2 separate regions of the Ovis aries genome follow, and region 1 is linked to region 2. A link is a contact called in public Hi-C data. All regions are on one chromosome and are shown on one strand. The core of a region is the stretch at or near the end of the contact, and the rest is flanking DNA. Distances in the headings are between cores, read along the strand shown. Region 1 has its middle 83 kb from the start of CD83. Region 2 has its middle 390 kb from the start of CD83.

Evidence for each region. A called contact is a pair of places that touch in the nucleus more often than the background predicts.
Region 1: a Hi-C map of liver shows a contact between it and region 2, with 6 times the contacts expected there. The contact joins two enhancer-like sites. A contact is called at or near these places in 2 of 16 Hi-C or Micro-C datasets (liver and tail adipose tissue).

Annotation. Positions count from the first base shown.
Region 1 is chr20:41,795,499-41,802,078 of ARS-UI_Ramb_v3.0, forward strand. No RefSeq gene overlaps it. Among named protein-coding and RNA genes, the nearest start is that of CD83, 83 kb to the right of the region's middle. Within about 2 kb of position 2,488, at least 49 of the 54 cell types and tissues checked have an H3K27ac peak or open chromatin away from gene starts, as enhancers often do. A contact at or near this core is called in liver, where this site is marked.
Region 2 is chr20:41,484,646-41,492,301 of ARS-UI_Ramb_v3.0, forward strand. It overlaps the pseudogene LOC114109588. Among named protein-coding and RNA genes, the nearest start is that of CD83, 390 kb to the right of the region's middle. Within about 2 kb of position 1,731, at least 1 of the 54 cell types and tissues checked has an H3K27ac peak or open chromatin away from gene starts, as enhancers often do. A contact at or near this core is called in liver, where this site is marked.

The sequences.
Region 1 (6,580 bases), core at 1,238-3,737, 310 kb after region 2:
CTTCAAAAACAGCTGTCAGCATCGAAGGTCTGAACAGATGTGCCTCGGGTTCTGAAGGCGATTCCTCAGACGATGCCTCATCTTTTCCTAGGGCACTGGCGTCTCCACAGCCATGACCAGACTCCTGAAAACACGACAGAGCAGAGAGGCCCCTTCAGCTGGCTCAGCCAAGGAGGGTTCTTAGACCAGAACAGGCAGAGCTGAGCCTTGAAGTCGAGTGAGGTTTGGTCAAGAATAGGAATAAAGATTCAGAGATGGGGAGGCACTTGGGTTCTACACCTAGACTCTGAAGTCTGGATTCAAATCCTGGTTCTGCAATTTACTAACTGTGGACCTTGCACTATTTCCTTAACTTCTTCAGACCTCAGGGAGAAGGGACAATAAGGACAATAAGACTATCCCTCAAGGCTGTTGTTGAGGATTAAATGAGTGAATACAGGTAAAACACTAAAGATGATGTAAATGTTTTTTGTTGTCAGTATTATCAGTCCCCAGTATTAAAAATTTTAGTCCAATCAAAATTAAAAACCTGTCTCTTTCATTTAAATCAGCACTTTTTCTCCTTCCACCAATTGGCAGCTGGGGATTTTTGCTTGGGAAAACGACTTGATCAGAGTTTATCTCTTCCTCTCAGACCCTCCAATCACTGCTGGTGGCTCAGATCTCTCGGAGCCAAAGAACAAAGTTCTTCAAGGAGGGCTTGGGGATAACTGGAGTTCAGACAGACGTACAGGTGTTGGCTCTTTCCCTTGTGGGGTCCTTCCATGGGTTTTTCTGATGGCTGGAGGTCCCCTCCCAAGGGTTCTGCTGGTGGGCCACCCTTCCCCCACAGGTCCTTGTTCCCACTGTTGACTATGCCCCTCCCTTGCCTGGGGAGGTAGGCCCACTTTGCCAACCAGAAGACTGGCCAGTGTATGTGTGCCTTGCCAGCTCTTTCTCTCGCCACTGTAAACAGTCTCTCTACTCTGAAGCCACCTTGGGCCCTGTGGCCCCCCACCCCCAACTCCAGGAGACATCTGCAAAGCTCTCCAGGTAGTTCTCTGAAGCCCTGCTCCCCTATTTTAAGGGAGGTGGGAAAGCATAACATTTTTTCTAAAAAATGCTCCCTACTGGCCTTTCCTGAGTACTTAGCCTCCTGTCACACAGCCTGGAGGTGAGAGATGGCCTTGTCTGTCCAGCATTCCTGCAGAGATGACCTGCATCTCACTGGAGACCGCAGGCAGCATTTAGTCAGCACATATACTGTTCTATGTTTGAGCATGAGTAGAAACCCCACCATCTATGAACAGGAGTTCCCCCTCTGTAGTCCTGTCACAGGTGGACCGTTGCTAGGCTGGAGCAGACTAGGAGCATTGTGGGAAATTCCCTGGAGGACAGCTTAGGGAGCCCAAGGGAAGGGCTTGACTACTGGGGCATGGAACTAGGCTGGGTGGTATAGACAATGGGAAGCCAAGGGGGTGTTTCTCCCTCCTTTCTCCATAAGTGGGAATGTACAACCCAGTCCCTTTCTTGCCTTCACCTCCTCTGGCCTCTCTCTTTCCCAGAGAGCTCTCAGAACAATCAAAAAAGAGTGGGAAGCATGTGCTTGTGTGTGTGTGTGTGTGTGTGTGTGTGTGTGTGTGTGTGTGTGTGCAGGTGGGGGGAGGGCGGGGTTAGGCTATGGTAGGGGGCGTGAGCCCAGCCACAAGCCAAGGAGGAAAGTGAACTAAGGGGGAAAAAATAAAATTCCAGTGAGCAGGGAGAAAAGTCGACCCTCCAACCCGCACACACTGAATGAGGACACCCGACGCCTGCAGCGGGGTCAAACGAGGTCAGAGGAGCTTATCTCTCTCTGAGTCTGGAATTAAGGGCAGCCCGGGACAAGCCTCGGGACCAGGACGTTCCCGGGATGTTCTCTACTTGAGCGGGTTAGGATTCCAGGACTCGGGTGCGTGGAGAGATCCTCCGAAACGGTGGTGGTGTAGACCTTTTACCAAAAAAAAAAAAAAAAAAAAAGGGCTGCAGATTGCTTCGGGGGAGGAGGGGGAAAGAGGCGGTATTCTCAAGAAGACAGTAATTGTCCAAGTGTTTGTCTCTTTCCGAATGGATTCTCAGAATGGCCCTCAAAGGGGGGGGGGGGGGAACTGCTGAAAACATCAACATACTTGCTGCAGTGACAGGCCCCAAGTTCTGATTCCCTGAGTTGGGACAAAGACGCCATCGGGGCGTGCATCTCTCCCAGGGGAACCCCCAGATCTGTGGGGCGCGGCCAGCAGACCCTGGGGGTGACCCAGGTCCGGGTGTGTCTATATGTTCATTAAAACTTTGGCAGGAGGGAAGTGCGGACTCCGGCCGCCCGGCGCGGCGCGTGCGGACTCCCGGCCGGGACACCAGCAGCGCGGCACTGCCACCTTGTGGACGCCGGCCGCCCTCCCGGGCGCCGCGCGGAGCCTTGCAGTCTGCAGAGGCTAGCCGCCGAGAGCTCGGAGCCCGGCGCGGCCCACGCCACCCCCGCAGGAACGCGCCTCGGAGCCGAGCCGCGGGAGCCCGCGGGGGCGGGGCCGGGGGCGGGGCCGGGGCGGGGCGCGCCGGCGCTGATCACGTGTGTTAGCAACAGGCAGCAGCCAATGGGAGCGCGAGTCAGGTGGTGCGTGTGCTCGGCGCTCGCGGGAGTGGAGGCATTCTTGCGCTCCGGGGCAGGATCGGGACGCGGAAAGGCTCCCTAAATGGGTGCACCTCTCGTGCAGGGAACCCCTGGCGGCGGAGGGGCGGACGAAAGACAGAAAAATAGCAGAGAGCTTTAAAATAGGACTTTCCCACTCTCTGGACTCGAAGTAATGACCCCGGGGTGGGGAGGGGGGGCAGTGGGCGGCGGCGGGGTGGGAAGCAGGCGGCAGGAGCCCCGCCCAGAGCCTGGGTTCGGGTGCCCTCTCCCCGCCCCACCTACTTGTTGCCCTGCCAAAGCCTTGGGGCTGAAACGGCCACTTGGATCCACAGAAGGAGATTAAGACAAAAAGAATAATGAAGTTCCTGGCCGTGGCCTGTCCGTGCTGGCAACCCTGTAGCAGGTAGAGAAGACAGGCACGGTCCTTAGGCCCTCACGGAGCCGAAAACTTAGCCCTTCAAGAGACAGAAGCAGAGGAAGGTCACGAATTGGATCAAAAGAAAAAGTCCGCTTAGGAGTTGGTTTTAATTACTGTAAGTGGAAAAGCCACATCCAGAAGGACATCTAATGAGTTTTATGGTAATCCCACCATGCTGACATAAACCAGCCCAGCCCTGCATACAGAGAAGACCACGACACAGAATGTCAGAGGTCTGTTCCAGGGCATGGGCTAACCCAGGACCAACAGAGACAAGCATGGTTTCCATCCATCCTGGTTTCACGGTCAGGCACATGCGTGATTTCTCTAATAGGGCATCTCTTTCTCTGTGTGTGTGTCTCTCGTTGCTTTGTAATGTTCTCCTGGAAGATCTTTTACTTCTTTATTGTTGTTTGGGAGTTCACCTGGTGTTTTCTTTCTCTGAAATGAATCCAGGGTGTAGATGGCCTCAGAAGGGCATCTAATCCTTTGCCCTGCCTCAAGGCACTTTGAAAGAAAGACAATAGACTGTGATACTGTTGTGAGGTGGTATTATAGAGACGAGAATATCTTGAAACCAGCAGGATCTAGCCATTCCTATTCTTAAAGTAACCTAGGCAAAGATATCAAAGAGCAGTCTTTAATAACCTACTACAAATGCTAACCACTTTGGGTAAGGTATAATAACTTTCTGATCCCAGGTTTTATTGGTTTCTATTTAAGCTCATTCAGGGTCAGGCTACCCCAGAGGGCAGTTGAACACCTGCCTAGCAGCTTATGGACAGGATGGTGCACTTCCCTCTGCCAGCCACAGAGGCCTGTGAGGCCAGCTGCCACCAGGAACCTTGCCTGATGCCCAGACTCTGTGGGGCATTGCCTGGGCAGCTCGGAGAAGGAGATCCACTCTGAGTCATACTTTCTTCTATAATGCTGCCAGCTGAGTTGATTCACTCGGTGAACAGGGCTTGTGCACTTTTCTGTGTGTGGAAATAAACCTACTGTATTTGATGGTTAGGTGTATATAAATTTGATACAGTATTTGATTTTTTTTAATCCATCATATTCTCAAGTCCTTGACCAGGAAAGGGTTTTGAAGGAGTCAAGAAGATTTGACAAAAATTAATGGAGCTCGAACTAAGTGCCAAGCCTTTGTGTAGGTTCTGGGAATACAGCACTGCAGCAGGGAACTTGCGTAAGGAGATAGACTCAGGAGGAATAGAAGTGAGGAGGGATGTGCCTGTTTCCATGGTCCAGGAGTAGGCCCATGCTGACTGATGGCTGCTCCCTAAAACTCCTCTATGTCAGCCCCATATTCTTTGGGGGACTTCTTAAATCATGAATCAATAAGGTCACTCACATGTCAGTATTATTAAACAATGTGATGTGATAGGAAAAGTCATGGACTAGGAATAAAAAAATATATACCATGTACCTAGTTCCAGCCTGGTTCTGCCACTTGATGAAATCCATACCTTTCTACAAATCTCTTAAACTTTGAATCTTATTTCCTTCATCCTGAAAGTGGGGTCATTCTGACTTTGCAACTCCATGGGGTCAAGATTCAAGGCCTCGGTTTTCTCATCTGTAATTTGAGAGGTTTGAACTAGATTTAATTTTTACTTTCTTTAGAAGTGAATTCTGCTTTTGAGATAAAATCTAACCTAAAACCCCAACATGTAAAACAGATAAAGACTAGGCTTGCTCCGGTGGCCTTGAGGGAGAAAGCTAAGAATCCTATCTACCTCTTCCCCCATCCTTAGAAGACCCTTGAGCCACCTGTGTGTGACCCCACTGAGCATAGTGTGAAACCCGCTGAACTAGATGATTATGTTTAAAGTACCTTCAAGTCCTAAAATTCTATAAATCAAATTGTTCCAATATTGGAAAAGAAAATTCCAATTTTCTTCCTTCATTAATTAATACAGGAGATAGACACAAGTTTCACTGAAACCAGAATACATTTCATTACAGTGTTCCTATTTGTGAATCCAACCTTTCTGTCATAAAATGAAATTAGATTTTAATGGGACACAGTATCCTGTAATGAGAAAAAAACTTCTCACTGTGTTCGAACCCACCCCTGATCCTGGGTGGATCAAGTCAAGGAAACTTACCTCTCCAAATCAATAAAGTTAAGAACTGTGGTGGCTTCGTAATCACAGAGTTGCACATGATCATTTGTGGGCTCTATGCCCTAATAAGTTTCTCTAAATTCAGTAAGTTTCAAATTCCACCCTGCCTACAAGCCAGATCGCTCCATCACACTCTCCTCGGTACGTATACTCACCCTATTTGGAGAGAAAGGGGAGGGGTGTGGGGAAGAAGACAAATTGGGTTGTAAATGACACCATCAGGACATCGAGCTAGAAGTATTCACTGGATCACTGCTGTGTTTGCCCAGGTGGTTGGAGCTCACAGCGTGCCTTCCCCTCGGCTCACCAAGCAGGATCCACAGCTCCATTAATAAGTATCCTGCTAGGCACTGAACGCAACATGGGTATTCATAAGGGCAAACCACAAAATCCCAGGGCTTGGGGAAGGTTTCAAGCAAACAGTCTGGGCTAAGGACCCAGGACCTGGGGCAGGATTAAAAGGAGCGACCCCACAAGAGACATACAGTTTGATACATTGCCTCCAAGAGTGCATGTCCTGGGAAAAAGCAACAGGCCCTGCCTGGGAAGCCGGGGAACTTTAGGGCTAGACAGAAGAACAACAGCTCTGGTCATGGCTGTGACTTGGTTATAAGTTAACTTTATGGGTCACCGAGTGTCTGGAAACAGACCATAAAAAAGAAGAAAGGGTGGCCCAAGCAGCTTTGTGTTGAGAATGGCTGTGACCAGTTGCTTCTGGAAGGGAGATGTATTGACTGCAATAAAACTTGATGGGCTCAGTCCTGGTTTGTTCAGGCTGGAATCGGAAGTAAACTTTGGACCTGAGTAATTGGTTTGAAGCTGTGCTTAAAGAGTGGGAGCAGAGGGGATTTTGTTCCAAGCGGTAAACAATATGGTACCCAACTGATGCGCATGGTCCACCTTCTTTGTGACCTCTAATCCCATGATGCTGTCTGCAGGCAGCTCTTTTAGGTTAATCTCACAGTCCACACAAATTGGTATAGTTTCACTTTCGCCGTAATGGCTTTATATATATGTATATATTTTAAATTTTCCTTGTTTATCTCAGGACAGCAACACATTTAAGGTAAACATAAATAAAAGCATCAGCCTTAAAGACTTACTATCCTTAACTGTCTGTCCTGGAGGAAACAGTGCATTATGTTCCGTGTTAACTTCTCCCCAGCCATCCAACTTTAGCCTCCTCCAGCTAGTCAACTTAATTATTTATTAAGCACAGACTTTCACATCATCAGGTGTCACAGAGAAGGCCATCCACCGCTCTAAGCAACAAATAAAATAAGATTATGCCAGAAATATTTCAAAAAAACACACATTTTTTTCACTTGATTTTTTCTTGTTTCAAAGTTTGGGGGAAGCATGTTACCAAAGCACTGAACTGAGTTT
Region 2 (7,656 bases), core at 481-2,980:
CTAAGCAAATTAAATGAAAAGAAGTATATACTATGACCTCTCCATAGGCAGACCGCAGAATACCAAAGAGGAAAAAGAAGGTTTTTACAAAGCAGCCAGTGAGACAAACCAGATCATCCATAAAGGATTGGCAATGAGACTGATAGCTGTTTCTCCTTGTCGTTGGTGGAAATTCCCGGACAAAGGATCTGTATCTTCAATGTACTTAGAGAAAACTTGTCAATCTACAATATTGTGCTGCAAAACTACCTTTTAAGAATGAAGCCACAATAAAGACTTCTACAGACAAACCATATCTGGTGGAACTTCCCAAGGAAAGACTACCACCTTAGAAAATTTCAAAAGATTATTTTAAGAAGGAAAATCACTCAAAGTGAACATTCTGAGATACAAGTAGAAATAAACAGCAAAGATGTAGGTAAACCAAAGTAATGACTGCGTAAAACTATAAAAATAATGTCTAGTTTGTGTGGAAATCTAGATCAGAAAAACTAATATATTACAGAATAACAGCATGTAAGCTGGAAAAACCTTGACCACAGTTAGAGAGATATGAGGTCCTTATCTTATTTAACTGGAAAAGTAAACACTAAAGAATAGACCAAAGCCTTTAACTTTCATACAGCTGGAGGCTAAAAGTGGAATAGGAAAAGAAATAAATAATCACCGATCCAGAAAAAGGAATGGATGCAGATTGAATCAGCACAATTAGTGACCCTGACCAAATGGACCTGTGTAGAGCATGGCACCCAACTGCAGGAGAAAATGTCCTTTTCCCCCAAAGCATATGAAATAGTAATGCAGACTGTTCGGATGCTAGGCCATAAAACTGGATTTCAAAAGATTGTACTCACCCATATTGTAGTCTCAAACCACAAATAAAGATACTAATGATATGTTAAATGAGAGCTTCCCAGATGGTACAAGTGGTAAAGACCCTGCCTGCCAATGCAGGAGATGCAGGAGACCCTAGTTCGATCCCTGGGTTAGGAAGATCCCCTGGAGGAGGGCATGGCAACCCACTCCAGTATTCTTGCCTGGAGAACCCAATAGATAGAGGAGCCTAATGGGCTATATACAGTCCAAAGGGTCACAAAGAGTCAGACACAACGAAGCAACTTAGCATGATCTAATATGTAGTAGGCAAAGATGAAATCCTAACCCTCAAGCTTTTCTTCTAATGGAGGGAGCAGATGGTACATAAGAAAATGAATGAATGAATGACAATTACAAGAGGTGAGAAGCACATTGAACTTGAAGAACATGCAGCAGTGTAAAGCAACAGAGACACAGGAGAGGGGGTGAGTTGGTGGTGGCTATTTTAGACTTCAGGATTCTTCCAAGGACAGGAACTCATGCAGCCATTAGGAAATGGAAAAAGCCCACATCCTAAGTAATAGAGTCGGGATGAGCTCCCAGCCTGATGCCTTCTGCACGCAGCCATTTGTGGCCGGGCCAAAGTTGTGGGTAAGCAGGCTGCAAAAATTTGGACAATAGGATGAGGCAGGTTAGACAAGGGCTCTCCGGGACTTTGGCTCCAGAAACTCTTACGAGCCTTTTGTCCGAGTCTCTCCTCTCCCTGAGGCCCATGGCCTCATGTTGCCCTGGCTCTCCGGCCCTCCTGGCGGCCCCACCAGCCTTCTTTGGAAGCTCCATGCTCAGACTATTATCCCTCGACCTGCCTCTGTTGGGCTTTGTCCTGATCATCCAGGAGCCTGGCAGGATGGCCAGAGCATCGGCGGGGGGCGGGGAGGCATAGCATGCCAGTTCCAAGTCCAGCTGCGTGACGTCGGCCAGGCAGCTCCCTTGGCCTCTGTGCCTTCATCTTTGAAACATGGAGGCAGACCGTGACCTCTGGGAGACCTTCCAGCACTCGATGCCCTGCGGCTGGGGGCTGGGTCGGTGCTGAGGCACACCTGGCAACACACCAGTGTGGGAACGGGAGGCTCCCTCCCTGCACACATTCACCTTGTGAGCAAAGCTTTTGCTCGCCTTGGCCCAAAGAAGTGGGCTTTCATCAGCCTCTCAGGCAAAGAGAAAAAGAGGGGGTTGAGGCTGCCATCTGAGTCACCCTGTGGCCTCCTGGAGAGCCTAGAGTAGAGCTGGGAGGAGCAGCGAAGACTTCCTACAGCAGAGGCGTTGTGTAGGGTTTTGAGGGGCATGAAGGATTTCAATAGATTGGGAACGCCCTCCAGAATAACGGGGCAATGGGAACACATCAAGGGGGTGGGGAAGTGGGTGGCACAGGTGCCCTGTCGATAACACCCCTGGGTGGGGCGGCAGCCCACGAGAGTCAGTGCCCAGAGGTGTATGAGAGAGTGTGTAACAACAGCCATCTCCACCTTCGTGCCAGAGACTCCTGTGTGCTCTGCATACGTTTACAAGCTTATTCTTCAAACTGCGTCTGTGAGGTCAAGCAGTACCATAATCCCCATTTTACAGGTGATGAAACTGAGGCCAAAACGGATCGACAGTGAGGAAACTAGGATTTGAATGCAGGTCTGACTCTAACTCTGACATCAGGAGTGGAGAATTCTGGAGGGCTGACTGGGGTGAAAGAGCCTGGAGCTGGGGATTTGAGAAAGGAGCCGGCAGATGTGAAGAAATTCCGGGTCTGCGCACATGGACATGACTAGAGAAAGTTGTGAGAGGCTGACTCTGGCGGTCGGTGCCTCTTTGGAGTGAAAATGTTCATAATGAAAGTTCTGCTTGACAGATGATAAAGGCTCTGGAGGGACTGACGAGGCAAGACAAGTGTGTGCTGTGCGTTATCCTGACGCAGTTACTGGAGAGAGCGGGAGGATGCGAGGCTTGTTATTCTGTCTCTAGGGGAGGCAGCCAGTAGTGTGTGGAGTGGTGGGCTGGTAAACTGCTCTACACACACACACACACACACGCACGCACATGCACACACACACATGCCTTAGTTTGTATCATCTGCTGACTTCATGGTGTCAATATTCCCCCAGAGGCTGATTTCAAGGTATCACTGTGATGTCACTGGACACAGAGTTGGGAAGACAAGTGAGCGTCAAGTCTCAGCATAGCCCTGAGATTTGTTATCGAACAAGATTTGGGTCTGGGGGGATGGGATAGAGGCCAGAAGATTGGGGTATCCAATGCATTGCTCTTCACTCCTGTATCTTCTTGTCTGACCAGTCTCTTTCCTCCTTTGGAAAGGTTTGCTGGGGGTATAAAAGAAGAGAAGATATAGACTGTGAGAAAGGGCAAAGGCATGTGAGATCTACCCTCCCTGGACCACACCAAGACCCTTCCCGTAGAGACCCTGCCCCTGAGGATCAACTTCTCCATCAATACGTTGTTATTCAGTCACTAAGTCATGTCCAACTCTTTTTGAACCCGTGGACTGCAGCAGTCCAGGCTTCCCTGTCCTTTACTATCTTCCAGAGTTTGTTCAAATTCATGTTCATTGAGTCAGTGATGCCATCCAACCGTCTCATCCTCTGTTGCCCCCTTCTCCTCCTGCCCTCAATCTTTCCCAGCATCAGGGTCTTTTCCAGTGAGTCAGTTCTTTGCGTCAGGTGGCCAAAGTATTGAAACTTTAGCTTCAGCATCAGTCCTTCCAGTGAATATTCAGGGTTGAGCCTAAGCTGGTATTTACTTCTTGAGGTTGAGAATGTGCCCCCAGAAGCTTGGGAGAGGCGATGTGCCATAGCGGTCAAGAGACTGCCTGAATCTGAGTACAAGATCTACCACTTATTAGCCATGTGACCACGGGCAAGTGGCTTAGCAACTCTCTGCATCAGTTTCCTACTCTGTAAAATGGGGGTAATGTGCTTACTTCACAGGGGTGTTGTGAGGGTTAAATTGTTACAAGTAAAGCCCTTAGAACCGTGCCAGGAACAAAATAAACACCAAATGAACGTCACCATCATCACCATCATTATCGTCTATAATCGTTACTCCCATTTGCTGGTTTTCTGCTTTCAATGTAAACGGAAGCTATAATTAGTAATATAATTATAATGCACAAGTTACAATTTATTTTCAAGCCTGCATGCCTTAAAAATTTCTCCAGGTTTATAATAACTTCTCAGGTTGAATATTTCTTAACGATAGTTATAGTTCTCCATTGGTTTTCAGTATGTATTTAGTCGGGGCCACATGGACCTGGTGGAATTGGAAAAGGGTAACTCCTATTTCAAAATCACCTGTGGGCAAAGGACTACCCTAATTTAGATAGCTGGGTAGAGAGGAGTGCCAATCACTGGATGACCAATTTCCCATCCAAGGAAATGGTAAGACTCTGCCGCTACCCTCAGTGTAGGCAGAGACACCTCCCATCTTCCCCGAGGGACAGAAGTGTGCTGTCCAAGTCTATCCTGTATTCTTAGTGACATGACGTATCAGGGTCTAAATGTCCTTCAGAGGCATCCAGTTTTATCTGATACCTGGTTTTCCTGTACAGCATCCCTTGTAGTGAGCACCTAGCTTCTGCCCTAATATAACCAGTGATGGAGAACTCGGTTTCCTTAGGATTCTGTTTCTATTTTCAGACAGCTTATTGCTGATGTTTGGCTCTACATATGGAAAGTCTTTCTGCCTTCCCAAAGCTTCCAGGTACTCTTCTAGTTTAAGCACTTTGGAACACAAAAGGTAAGTTTAATTTCTTTTTCATAGGGCAATCTTTCAATTATTTGAAGATAGCCATCTTATCCCTCTATATCTTCTCTTAATAAGCAAGATGGTTCCCTCATTTGTTCTATGTATAGCTTGGTTTTAGTTTTCTTCACCTTGCTGGCTGTTCTCCCTGAAATGCACTTCAGATTGTATGCCTCACTTTTAAAATGTGGAACCCAGAAATGAATGCAAAATTCCAGGTATGTTCTGAGTAGCACATAGTACAGGATGGAAACGCTGTCCTCCATTATCAATTCTTTACTTTTATTAGAGTCAGAGTTGGTCACTTTCAATATTTTGCAGCCACGTTGCTTTCAACTGGTATTGGATCAATTGTTGACTAACACTCTCAAGGCTCTTTAAAAGTGTCAGCTGCCTTTATATCGAATTTCTCCTCTACATGTACTGTAAGATTTTAGCACTCAGGTCCTGGACTATTAACTTTATGAACTCTAATTATTTTTAGATTTTGCTTATCATTCCAGCCCATCAGAAGTATTCAAGCGTATACAGGGCCTGTGAACTATTTCTCTGACAGATACCAGGAGACTAGAAAGCCCTCACTAGGTTTGACATAACTCCATTAACGAGTATTCGCTGGTTATGATTTCTGAACAGTTAATAACCCACTCACATGTTCTAGCACCAGATCCATTTTTTCTCTACGTTAAGCACAAGTATATCGTTAGAGACATCACCAAGTGTTTTGCTAGTGTCCAGATGCCTGCATGGGAATGTGTGAACATTGTCTTTATCTGCCAGCCTACCACTGAGGGATGGAAATGGGCCGGACTAACGGGGTGTGTTCTTGTGAACCCATGCTGGGTTCTATAATCACTGCTTTGTCATTTGGGTGCCCATTATAACATCGCTTTAGTATTACATTCTGGAATCTTGTCTGAGATCCATATCAAGCTCAATCATCCGTAGTTTACGGAATCTATTTTCTATCCATTTTAGAAAATTGGAAGGCTATTTACTCATTTCCAGGCTTCTAAGATCTCTTGACTTCTTCCCAAACAGCATGCCTATCCTGTCCCTGATCTCCCAACTCGTCCCAAATAGAGCTGAGAGGCATTTTGTTTTTGCCATTGCCTTTTTGTCAGCCTGAGGTCATTTTGCTAAAATACTGTCTCTGTCACTTTCTTACATGCCTCTTAAATTTGTGTCCTTCTTCCTATCCTGTCCTTTTAAAATCAGAACTTCCAGAGCACTGTATTGCAATTGTAAGTGAATATTGGGGTTACTCAGGGAGATTAAAAAGTTATGCTGATTTGTTACCCTAGACAAATTGAATCAAAACTTCAGAGAGTGATGCAAGCATTTGGATTCTTTTTTTAAGTCCCCCAACAGACAGCCAAAGCTGGACTATAATGGAGTGATATTAGTTTTATTTGTTTCTGGTTTTGTGTGCAGGTTTTTGTTATTCATTTTAGATTTTTTTTTCTCTCCCTCTCTTTATCATTGACCTTACCTGTATCTGCATCGTGAGATTTCACCATTTGAGAAATTTCTGAAACATTTTGAGTGCAGTGGACGTTCATTCTTTATGCCTCGGGATTTTGCTTTTCTTTACCTATGAATCTTATCTGGGAATCATACTGTCGCCATGTCTGTTGGCTCACAGTGTGTGAACTCGGTGACCTTTGCCCTAAGACTCCTTTTTCGTCATCTTTGATAAACATTACTTTATCCTAGTAGGTCAGAATTAAATCTAGGGCAGTAGTTTTTCCATTTGTGTGCTTAATCTTTTTGGAAACTTGGGCAAGGCAAGTTTTAGGCTGCTCTGCTTTGGGCCAAATGAGGCTTTTAGCAGATGTTTATAGAGTTGAAATTCCCCATCATTACCAAATCATGCTTGTAGTCATTTTTAGAAAATGTACTGCGAACCTATTACACTTTTTATTTATTTGGCCCATTGGTCCAGTCTATATATTGGTGGTGGTTTAGTGGCTAAATCATGCTCAACTCTTGCGACCCCATGGACTGTAACACTCCAGACTCCTCCACCCATGGAATTCTCCAGGCGACAATACTGGAATGGGTTGCCATGTCTTTCTTCAAAAGATCTTCCTGACCCAGGGATCAAATCAGAATCTCCTGCATTGCTGGCGGATGCTTTCCCGCTAAGCCACGGGGAAGCCGGTCTGTATATTGTGCAGGTGCTGGTCTATGCTTAGTCACTCAGTCATACCAGACTCTTTGCGACCCCCTGGACTGTAGCCCCCCAGGCTCCTCTGTCCATGGGATTCTCCAGGCAAGAACACTGGAGTGGGTTTCCATGCCCTCATCCAGGGGATCTTCCCAACCAGGTCTTCTGCATTCCAGGTGAATTCTTTACCATCTGAGCCACCAGACAAACCTAATGTTCCTTAGAACTGCTCAGAGAGTGGTAAAAATACAAATTTTAGGATCCAGTCCCAGAATGTATGATTTAATAGAAATCGTAACAAGAAATTTCATTTTAAAAGCCCCCTCGAAGGAGCCTGTGGAAGGCGGCGGCGGCGGCATCTGTGAGGCGAAGTCCAGTCAGGGCATGGCGGCGCCGACGGCCCTGTCAGAGCCAAGTTACCGCGCGCGCGCCGGCCGCCCTGCCGTGGGCGCCGGCGGCTCCAAAGCTCGGCGCCTGCGGCCTTCACCTCGGCGGGGGGCGGCGGCCCAGAGGCGGTGGTCGCTGAGCAAGCTTTGGTGCGACAGCGAGGCCGAGTGGTGCCCCCACCTTCGCACTCACGCGCCGCGGCTCCATGTTTGATGACGAGGATGAAGAGCTGCCTCACGAAGTCTCTGAGGAGACAGACGTCACCAAGAACGGGCCAAGCTGAGGCGGGTGCATCAGAACCTGATTCCTCAGGGCACCGTGAAGCTGGATCCACCTGGATTTCCCTGTGATCCTCTATGAGGGGTGAGCCTGGGGCGGGGGTTCAGTTCAGTTCAGTTCAGTCGCTCGGGGGTGGCAGGCATAAACACCCTCTGCTGCCGCAAGACACTCCCAGGCTCAAGGTGTGGCCTCCTTTG